Linked DNA regions of Bombyx mori: region 2 is linked to region 1. A link is a contact called in public Hi-C data. All regions are on one chromosome and are shown on one strand. Each heading gives the region's core, a stretch centred on a gene start, on an enhancer-like site or on the middle of the called end of the contact. The rest is flanking DNA. Distances are from core to core; before and after follow the strand shown. Region 1 holds the start of LOC101746640 (TATA-binding protein-associated factor 172). Region 2 overlaps LOC101746640 (TATA-binding protein-associated factor 172).

The links. Hi-C and Micro-C count contacts between places; a contact is called where the count stands out from the background.
Region 2: a Hi-C map of midgut shows a contact between it and region 1, with 2.3 times the contacts expected there. The contact joins the enhancer-like site here to the promoter of LOC101746640 in region 1. A contact is called at or near these places in 6 of 7 Hi-C or Micro-C datasets (middle silk gland, midgut, posterior silk gland and 2 more).

What each region holds. Positions count from the first base shown.
Region 1 is chr17:13,421,816-13,427,128 of ASM3026992v2, forward strand. LOC101746640 (TATA-binding protein-associated factor 172) reads left to right here and starts at 2,464. Exons shown (of 34, transcript XM_038016718.2): 1 at 2,464-2,634. It overlaps LOC101739431 (nucleolar protein 12), which reads right to left and starts at 2,450. Exons shown (of 3, transcript XM_004932517.5): 1 at 1,826-2,450; 2 at 1,646-1,751; 3 at 702-1,238. The coding sequence starts at 1,899. The coding sequence ends at 732. LOC101739562 (endonuclease III-like protein 1) reads left to right here. Exons shown (of 6, transcript XM_004932520.5): 6 at 1-718. The coding sequence ends at 631.
Region 2 is chr17:13,467,359-13,472,671 of ASM3026992v2, forward strand. It overlaps LOC101746640 (TATA-binding protein-associated factor 172), which reads left to right. Exons shown (of 34, transcript XM_038016718.2): 14 at 388-538; 15 at 1,159-1,244; 16 at 1,871-2,002; 17 at 2,324-2,454; 18 at 2,763-2,859; 19 at 3,252-3,394; 20 at 4,038-4,256; 21 at 4,847-4,962. Among protein-coding and RNA genes, the nearest start is that of LOC101739893, 19 kb to the right of the region's middle. Within about 2 kb of position 2,428, at least 1 of the 8 cell types and tissues checked has open chromatin away from gene starts, as enhancers often do.

The DNA of each region.
Region 1 (5,313 bases), core at 1,214-3,713:
TCCTGAGGAAACTCGCCTAGCTCTACAGAGTTGGTTGCCTTTTGAACAATGGAGTGAAGTTAATCATCTACTTGTTGGATTTGGCCAAACTATATGTCAACCAATAAAACCTAATTGTGGAGAATGCCTGAATAATGATATTTGCCCTGCAAGTACTATAGGGAAAAAATCGCCAAAAAAATCTGACAAACAAACCAGAGATAAAATTGAAGTTGGAATTAAAATTGAAGCTGATATGGAAGATTTTCAAGTAAAAAATGAAAAGACTTGGAAAACTATAAGTCCAAAAGTGAATACCAAGATTCAAGATTTAGAATTGGACAAAATTAATACATCTACACCACAAAAACATCAAGATAAATTAAAAAAACCAGAATTCAATAACCAATTTGAATTACATAGTGATGCGACGTCAAATGAAAATAATAGTACAAAAGCTTCCAAGTCCTATGAAAATCTTAAACATACGAAAGACACTTGTGGTGGTAAAAGAATATTCAAAAAAGCAGATGTCCATTGCGATGAGCCTAAATTACCTTTAAAAAGAAAATCGCCTAGAGTTAATCAAAGAACAGAAACTAAAAAACTGGAAAATTTAAAAAAAATTAGAACACGGTCAGCACTAAAATAACATCTGTAAGTTTATAATAATTAAACATGTTATCTACATCTTTAAGTGTGATTTTTTTAAGAAATAAAAATTATATATTCAGTATAATTTATTTATTTCTTTATTGTTTTCGCCTCCCAATTTTCTTTTTTCCCTTAGCTTTCCGTGGATCACTTTTACCAGTCATATGCCTTTTCTTTTGCTGAGATTTTTTCTTGTTCTGAACCCTTTCCATATTACTTTTCATCTTAAAAACTTTACTCTTCTGAATTTTCTTAGTTGCTTGTTTTTTAAGCATTTTCTTTATCTCTTTTTTAGTTTTTAAGCCTTCTGTTTCAGTTTCTTCTTCATCGGATGGCTCAGCACTCTCCACATCAGATCCCATACCAGGAATATGATTTGTATTTTTGTCAGACTGATCTTTTTTTTTAGTTTCCTTTTTTTCAGGTAGTACTTTTGGTCTATTTTCACCAATAACTAGATCTTTTTTTTGTAATGTGTCTGAAGATAATTCAACAATTTTTACTTTAACATCTGCATCATCATCTTCATATTCTTCTTTCAGCAATTGCTCTATATCAGGTAAAGGACGACTGGAAACAACTAGTTTTTTGTAAGATTCTTTATTCTGAAAATGAAATTAATGATATTTACTTCTTTTTTTTTATTGCTTAGATGGGTGGAAGAGCTCACAGCCCACCTGGCGTTAAGTGGTTACTGAAGCCCATAGACATCTACAACGTAAATGCGCCACCCACCTTGAGACATCAGTTCTAAGGTCTCAGTCTATACTGCGGCTGCCCCGTCCTTCAAACCGAAACACGGCAAAATAGGCAGGGTGGTGGTACGTACCTGCCCGGACTCACAAGAGGTCCTACCACCAGTAATTACGCAAATTATAATTTTGCGGGTTTGATTTTTATTACACGTTTCCTTCCTTCATTCCTTCACCATGTAAGTCAATCGTGAACATTTGTTGAGTACGTATTTCATTAGAAAAATTGGTACGCGCCTGAGATTCGAACTAAAATTTACCTCTTGCTTAATCCGTCGTTTCTCTTCTTTCAAAAGCCTTTGTAAATCTTCTTGTGCTTTCTTTTTTCTCTCCAATTTTCTTTTACGAAAACCACATAGAAAATCTCTAAAAATAAAATATTATTCTAGTAAATAAAACCACAATATTACACCTCAATTATTTAAAATGCTTTTACATACTTTCTTTTGGCCTCATCAAATACAAGAGTTACTTTTTTCTTTCGGACTTGATTTTTGTTGTTCCTTTTCCCCATGTTGTTTTCTGTTAGGTCTGATAGAAGAAGTACTCACAGCTAATAGCACTAATTCTTAGTGAATCTTGCTTGACAAAAAAAGAATATCATAGGATATTATGATTCTTTAATCCTATAACAATTACTGAAAATCACTAATGCGTGGTAGATATTTGACAAGTAGGTAACCTAAAATCGGCAAATAAAATACAAACAAACTTCAATGTCACAAATGTCGTTTCTAATAATGTCAAATTATTTCTATAGCGTTTTGCTATTGAAATATGGGAAGATTACAGATTGATAGGCTAAAAAAACAAATAAACCTATATAATATAACGACGAGAGGAATTATTTTCACATTTTTTTAATAAACTGAATAAAATATATATGTTGTTTCCGAAATTTATTGGATTTTGAATTTTTAAATAACAAAACGCTATCGACGTTGCACTAGTTTTTGGCGTGAAATCAAGAATTTTTGAAATGCGAATACACTATTGGCCAAGACTTGCACTTAATTTTATTTATCAGGATGCGCGGAGCCAATCAGCGCACAAGTCCACAATAAAGACGGACTCATCAGCAGCATGGCTGTCAGTATAAATTTGAAGCTTGAACGATGCGCTTCCTCTCGTCACGTTGGTTTTTTTTGTTTGTGCATTTTAACGAAAATGATATCGTGTGTGATCTTGTGTGGCATGGAATATGGAAAGATTTGGGTGGAGTGACCTGATATTAGCTTGTTTGTGCAAGGTGAGTAATATAATTTCGCGATGGAAGTCTAAGGAATGAGGTCTATAAAAATAACAAGATAAATAGCACAGAAAAATCTATTGAGATCTGTCTACGTACAAGGCTTTCGTCACAATTTAATTTAGGTGGTCCAAGGTCACATTCAAAGGTCTTTGGATGTGATCTGGGGTGTACTAATTAGAGTTAATTGATACATTCGCGTAACCAGGGCCATATGTTAGCACGCGTGAAAGGATAGTCACACACGCATACCGTTACTGTGCTTTATACGATTTTGATCTAACAAAAGTCCATTTCTGTCAGTCGAATTTTGTTAACCAGTAATAAGAGAAATGAACGTTGCCTACTTTCCCGCTGACGGTGAACCAATGCGGAGGTAAATCAATAAAACATAATATTTACGAATGCGTACAATAAACACAAAAATCAAACAAATAACATTACCAACATTCCAAATGTGTATATTTGATATTATTGAGTTTTTAAACTAGTACTTAATAGTCAATTACACTGTTTAATTATTAATTTACCTTAAAAAATTGTAGAATGTAAAATTGTTATCTGGCTTATCGAATTAAATAATCAAAATCATACACAAAGATAATAACAATAAAAAGCTTTGAACACATGCCCTGAGTGTATAAATAAATGGTAACCTAAAAATGTATAAGAATAAAAAAATACGATATAAAAAATAATTTTTTTTTAATTATCTTTTTTACTGACATTGAATTGTACTACTATATTTACTTAGATTTGTTATTTTATCAAAATAATTAGGCACCCATTCCCTATTCTATACTATTGAGAAACCTAACACCATTCATTACAGAAGCTAATGGAAATGGAACAATACTTGTCAATGCTATTTGTAACTTGAGTTTAATATATAAGTAGCTTTTATCTCCATTATTTAGTTTTTCCTTTATTATTGGTAATATATTTTATATAAAGTCTTCAACTTATAATTAAGTGTTGTTTTAAATTGGTGTCTGTAACTAGTCTAAGATATGTTTATGAATTAATTTAAGAAAATGGTGAGGATTTTAACTACTTCAGTAAATTAAATATGGAGAGTTTAATGTGTTTCTTTACAGAGGTATAAGTTTGATATTTTGCATAAATTTTAGGGCATGCTAGGGCAGTTGTAGAACGAAAAAAACAAAATGGATTTTTAATTTACCACTGACTTGGAATACAGCACTAGGCAAGGATCTGTTATTTCTATTGCGGTGTTGAGCACAAATTTCACACTTCAAATGCCCACACAATTTCTTTATTAGAATAGTGGCCAGATCATATTATTATAGTCTGTACTACCGGTCTATTTCTACTAATAAACAATCATGCAGACTTCTATAAGAGTTAGATAGCTGTTACTCTTATATAATTATGACTTTGAGATAATGTTTTAAGAAGGGTGGTGAGAGCCACATTGTTGTCTATTGTATCTCCAGGTTAAAAAAACCAGGAGAGCTGTGAGTTTGTCTCCTCATCTGTCTTAAAATGTCCAAATTATCCAAATGAAATCTCTCATTATCACTGAAATCTAACATCTCCTGTTCAAATTCAGTGAAACTATAATTCAGGACCAGCTGTTTATTTTATTTATTTTTTGCATAGATGGGCGAACGAGCTCACAGCCCCCCCGGTGTTAAGTGATTACTGGAGCCCATACACATCTACAACGTAAATGCGCCAACCACCTCGAGATATAAGTTCTAAGATCTCAGTATAGCTACAACGGCTGCCCTACCCTTCAGACCGAAACGTATTACTGCTTCACGGCAGAAATAGGCAAGGTGGTGGTACCTACGCACGCGGACTCACAAGAGGTCCTACCACCAGTAATAACCCTGATGGTGAGTGGCTACCGTCGCCCATGGACTTCAGCAATGCCAGGGGCAGAGCCAAGCCGCTGCCTACCTCATGTGGAGCTAACAAAATTTAAACCAGACCTTTACCTACTAGAATATTATAAATTGATTCCGATAATAAAGAAATAATGTGGGTGTTAGTTGTCAAATAACAAAAAAGTATCGACATATTGTTTCATTAATAGCCATTAAAAGTTTGGTTAATACGTGAGACACCTAAGCATACATTCTTACATACAAGCATACTTCCCATCTTTAGTAGTTGTTATGAACATTTTGTTGTGATACTGAAACATTTTTAATGCCATTTGCTAATTTATGTAAAATCATGCGTAGAAAACTTAGCTATTCAAATAAACTATTCTGCTGTGAACATCAGAAAGAGCATACCTAATAGTTGTTAAAATTTAACTCTGCCAATTATTAAATTTAACATGGCTACATTTACATGCATGACATATAATATGTTTTGTTTCTAATATACAAAGATCGAGATGTTAATTATATTAATAAATACATCTCCAATTGGGTCTCCCGGTATTCACCTTGTGTAAGGGTGAGTTCGTCGGGGCCCGGCCCATTTCCCGCCGCCCCAGCTAAGCAGTCTTACAATGACGCCGGATATGACTAGACGCGTTTCGTTGAGCCGATTTTCGATTTTATGAGAGAAAAAAACATTTATAAACGAAACATATTATTTTCCAATTCGTTCTCATGTTTGTGATTTTCAGAAATTCTGTATCCGATAATAATATGTTTTAATTAAACGTAGATCGAAAAATGAGGCCAGGTGACAACTATT
Region 2 (5,313 bases), core at 1,178-3,677, 46 kb after region 1:
CTGTACCTAAGAACATATTACGTAATACATCTTTTGATAGGAGAATAACCTACAAAAAACAAATATTTTGTCCTTTTTTAAATTATTCTAAATTTGTATAGTTTGTCCATAATATCGTCGTCATATTGATGGATTCAGTAATTCCGCAGAAAAGACTTTTTGTTGATTAATATCTCAAATCAATCATCTTCATTTCATTTCATTTTACTCCATATTATCATTTTTCATAAAAAAAAAGAATATAAATTAAAATAAGAAATGACTTAAAGGTTTTAGTTACCAAGTCATAAAATCCCTAAAAAAAAGTAATTCCGCAAAACACGTAATTAACAACATCGGCACTTTTTTTTTATTTTGCGAGCGTAATGTTGTGTTGTGTCGATGCAGGAGCGGCGCACGCGCACGAGCCCGGCGGAGGCGGTGCCGGGCGAGGTGCGCGCGGCGCTGCGCTGGTACGTGGGCGGCGCCGACACGCAGGCCAGCGCCGCGCGGGACAAGAACGTGTCGCGGGCGCGCTGTCTCGCCGCCGACATACTGGGTACTTGCGCACTCTGCTTCTACACTTACTAGGAGCAGCCTTAGGGGCCCCGGTAACCGTACGCGTCGACGTGCAACCTAACCCATGCATCAGCCCGCTGAGTTTCTCGCCGGATTTTCTCAGCGGGTCGCGATTCGGAGGCGCTCAGGCAGCTACTAACAAATCCCACCCCTCCTGGCTGAGCCTTTGCTCGCCCACCTGTCCTGGTGAAACTGGAAAGGTCTCTGGGCCAACAGTAATCCTTCAATCATAAAAAAAAAACTTGTAGACTCGACCGGAGGCACGTGACTCCGTGAGCTCACTTGCACCACCACCACGCCTATTTATTCCAGTTTCAAGGGTGGAGCAGGCTTTGTACTGTAAAACTGGGAGTCTTATCTCTTTAACTATCACTTCACATCAGATGGGCGGTGAGTTCGTCCACTCATTAAAACGATTTTTTTTTCCTACCTAAAATACCATATCAACGTCACCGGGTTAGTAGGTGAGCTCACGAGACTCAAACCTATCGTTAACACCACCGTTAACGTAAAAACCACCGGATCGGAAACGCGACCCACTGAGAAAATAATAAAATAAAAAGCTTTAATATACAAAATTATGGTGTGTCTGGTCGCCAGGGCACCTGTCGTGCTACCTGGTGCAGCCCGCGCCCGGCATCGACTACACGGCGGAAGAAGAGAGCCCCATCGACTGTTACGTGAAGGTATGTGCGCCGATATTTGAGTATTCTTCGACGTTAGATTTGAACAGTCCAGTTTATAAGATCATTTAAACTTTTCCCTTATTAATGTAAATGAATAGATTAACTTACTTGAGACCTTAGGACTTATATCTCAAGATTAACTTACTTGAGACCTTAGAACTTATATCTCAAGATTAACTTACTTGAGACCTTAGAACTTATATCTCAAGGTGGGTGGCGCATTTACGTTGTGGATGTCCATGGGCTCCAGTAACCACTTGACACCAGGTGGGCTGTGAGCTCGTTCACCCTTCTAAGCAATAAAACAAAAAAACTTCCGGTCTAAACTGTAAGTCGAGCAATGACTGGATTCCATAGACAATGTAATGTGCAGACAATTCGAAGCTTAAATCACATTATTAACGCCAACTCCCATTTTCTGTCCGGGCTATCAATTTTATCTTAAACAAATAGGAAGAAATACTCGGCCGCTAAAAATGTTTCCTTTGAGCGACTTCATAATATTGTTGTAGTGTTTTTGGGGATTTTTATTAACGGACCTCTAAGAAATCAAAACATTACAATATGAGACGATGAACAGTTGACACGAATTCAATTCGAACCTAAGATGGTAATGACGTTTCCAGGTGATGGTGGTGTACCTCCGCTCGGGCAGCGCCCTGCAGCGCCTGGTGGCCAGCCTCGTAGTGTCGGCCTGGGCGCGCCACACGCGGCGCCGCGGCCTCTACCCGCCCCCCGCCCCGCGCCCCGCACACCCGGTACGTCATCACTCGCAGCCCTCTACTCTACTCCAACCAAAAGTCACTAACGACAAACATTACTGATGGTAGGACCTCTTGTGAGTCCGCGCGGGTAGGTACCACCACCCTGCCTATTTCTGCCGTGAAGCAGTAATGCGTTTCGGTTTGAAGGGTGGGACAGCCGTTGTAACTATACTGAGACCTTAGATCTTCTATCTCGAGTTGGGTGGTGCATTTACGTTGTAGATGTCTATGGGCTCCAGTAACCACTTAACACCAGGTGGGCTGTGATCTCGTCTACACATGTAAGCAATAAAAAAAAATATTAATGCGTTCCAGGATGAAGAGAAAGATGAAAATTATGAAACGAACGACATATCAAAGCTGGCTCCGGCGTCGCTGGTGTCCACCCTGCACACGGCGCTCAACCAGGCGCTGTACTATGACGAGGTGGCTCTCAACTGCAACAGGCGAGTAGACGCTGCTCCGACACGAGCATCCTGCGCGTAACCGACCTAGGACTTGAATGTATTATTGGTGTCACGAAAAACGTAACCATAATAAAGAGTCAGTGGCGGAAATACCTTACTGCCATTTAATTTATATTAGAGAGCTTATTTTTCGTTTTTTAGTTAGTATTTTTCATGCAGCAAATAAAAGAAATTCTATACGGAATTGAGTTCCTATCTGGATTATATTTTTGACAAGTTCTGTTTTAATTACAAAATAAGATGAATAAATATTGATGTTCATAATAATTTTATCGCGTTGCTTATAGGATACTCCAAGAGGCAAGAGATTTTTTGGCGACCTTGAAACATTACAAGTTACCAGTTGACGGTGAGGAGTTCAACAATATTGTGAGATTGGAACAGGTACGTCCCAAATTAGTCATTCGTTTAATTCTAAATAAGCATATCTCTTTGTGTCTTAAACGACTTAATGTTGTTACGCCGGTAAGAGTAATACCATCTGTCATGAAATAGCAGAAACAAATATCAAAAGGACTATTATAGTAATATCGAATACGCCGTCTATTATCAAATAGCGGAAACTCATATCGAAGCGGAAGAAGTGAATTGCGAATTAAGTGTTCCTTAAGTGTTTTAAGTGTTGAATATTTTTTAATTTGTACTTTGGTGAAAGTTTTATTTATCCACGCGCGCGTAACAACAGCTTAAAGCATAGTGCGGTCGATACTAATACAGGGTACAGTTATATTTGTTTTGTGTAAGTAGTTAACGAGTAGGGTGCGTGCGTGCGGCAGGTGGTGCAGCTGACGGGCGCCGCGCAGGGCATGGTGAGCCGCATGAAGCCCAAGCGAGCCGCGCCCGCGCTGGACGAGCGCCGCCGCGCGCTGCGGGCCGCCGCCGCGCACACGCACGCCATGCACGCCGCGCTCGCCGTCGCGTACGTACCCCGCCACCGCAGATCAACACATTACACTTGAAAATTAATACGAACAGTATTCGTTGACAAAGTTAAACGTTATTACACTATAAACCAAGACAATAAAGTTAAAAATACACGAAATTTAAGGAGACCAACACCTGAACGTTGATCGGGAATTAATTAACCTTACCAACTACTAGCGGCCCGCTCCGGCTTCGCTCGGGTCTTTAACAAAATTGAAAATTATAAAGGTAGTTTGAATAATTATTATTATTTTAGTGAACTTTTATTTTCGTAACATTATTGGAGTTTTAGTAAGGATCCCTAATTTTTTAAAAAAAGACTATAGCCTATGTCACTCGGTGAAAGGTAGCTTCCAAACAGTGAAAGAATTTTTGAAATTAGTTCCGTAGTTTCGGAGTCTATTCAATACAAACAAATCTTTCCTCTTTATAATATTAGTATAGACGAGCTTAAGTATTACATTATTGTAATTAAAATGAGAAGATTGAAATTGTAATATTGTAAAATATCACATACCAACAATGTAACGTAAATTCTTACATTCGAACCTTTGATCCTGATTTTTAGCTAATTTGGATTTGATGAGTTCTGATAAACAATAAAAAAATTATAATATACTCATAAAAACGTTTCGCAGGGTTCAAGCTGCCATAGCGGGAGCCTGCGCGAATCTCCATTGCCTGCCAGAGAAACTGAACCCAGTGGTGAGGCCCCTGATGGAGAGCATTAAGAAGGAATGGTGTGAGGAACTTCAGGCGAATTCGGCGAAAACACTGGCGACGCTTTTGGCGCAGCTCGCAGACCGGGACCCCTGCCCTAATAATAAAGTGCTGATTAATTTGAAGGCCTTTCTCAGGTAATTTTATCGAGTTATTGTTGTTTCCATCAAACATTACAGTTATTAATTACAATATTACAACATTACAATAATTAACTTAACTTACTACACTTAACAATCTTGCGTTGTGGTTTGAACGATGGGATAACTATTATGCAATATAACTGAGACTGATCTCGTGTGTGCGCGATGTGCGGCGATGTTGCGTTGTCTGTGCTTTGCAGGCGGTTTTTTTTTATTGCATAGATAGGTGGACGGGCTCAGAGCCCACCTGGTATTAAGTGGTTACCTGAGCCCATAGACATCTACAGCGTAAATGCCGCAATCCACTTTAAGATATGAATTCTATATTTACAACGTATAGTTAAAACTGGTGCCCCGCCCTTCAAACCAAAACGCATCATTGCTTCACGGCAGAAATAGGTAGGGTGGTAGTAACTACCCGAGCGGACTCACAAGAGGTCCCACAACCAGTAATAGTCTCTAGCAGCCACTGAAGTTCAATTGAACCTCGAGCTCTTCTGCTCCGCTAGTTTTTGCTTTTGCGATAAGTAGCCAGTTCTGTGCCCGGTGGCCAGGCAGAGACGTAATTATACTTTGTGATGCAGATGCGACCCGGAGGTGACGCCGCGTGTGTCCTTGGAGCGCGTAGAGGAGGGCGGCGAGGACGGCAGCGGGGACTCCGCCGGGGAGGGACGCCACACGCGCCCTCTCGGACCGCACTGTGAGTACATAACTATCTAGATAATGCTCCAAATTGAAACGATCACATAAAAGTTTCTACGTTATTTATATTACCCTCACGCGGGTCTCTCGCAATAACCTCAACATTAAAAACATCGGTAACACCACAACTCTAAAACTGACCTGAGCGGACAACTCAGTTAGTGATTTTTTTTTATTGCTTAGATAGGTGAATGAGCTCACAGCCCACCTGGTGTCAAGTGGTTACTGGAGCCCATAGACATTTGCGACGTAAATGCGCCATCTACCTTGAGATATTAGTCCTAAGGTCTCAGTATAGTTACAACGGCTGCCCTGTCCTTCAAACCGAAACGCATTACTGCTTCACCAC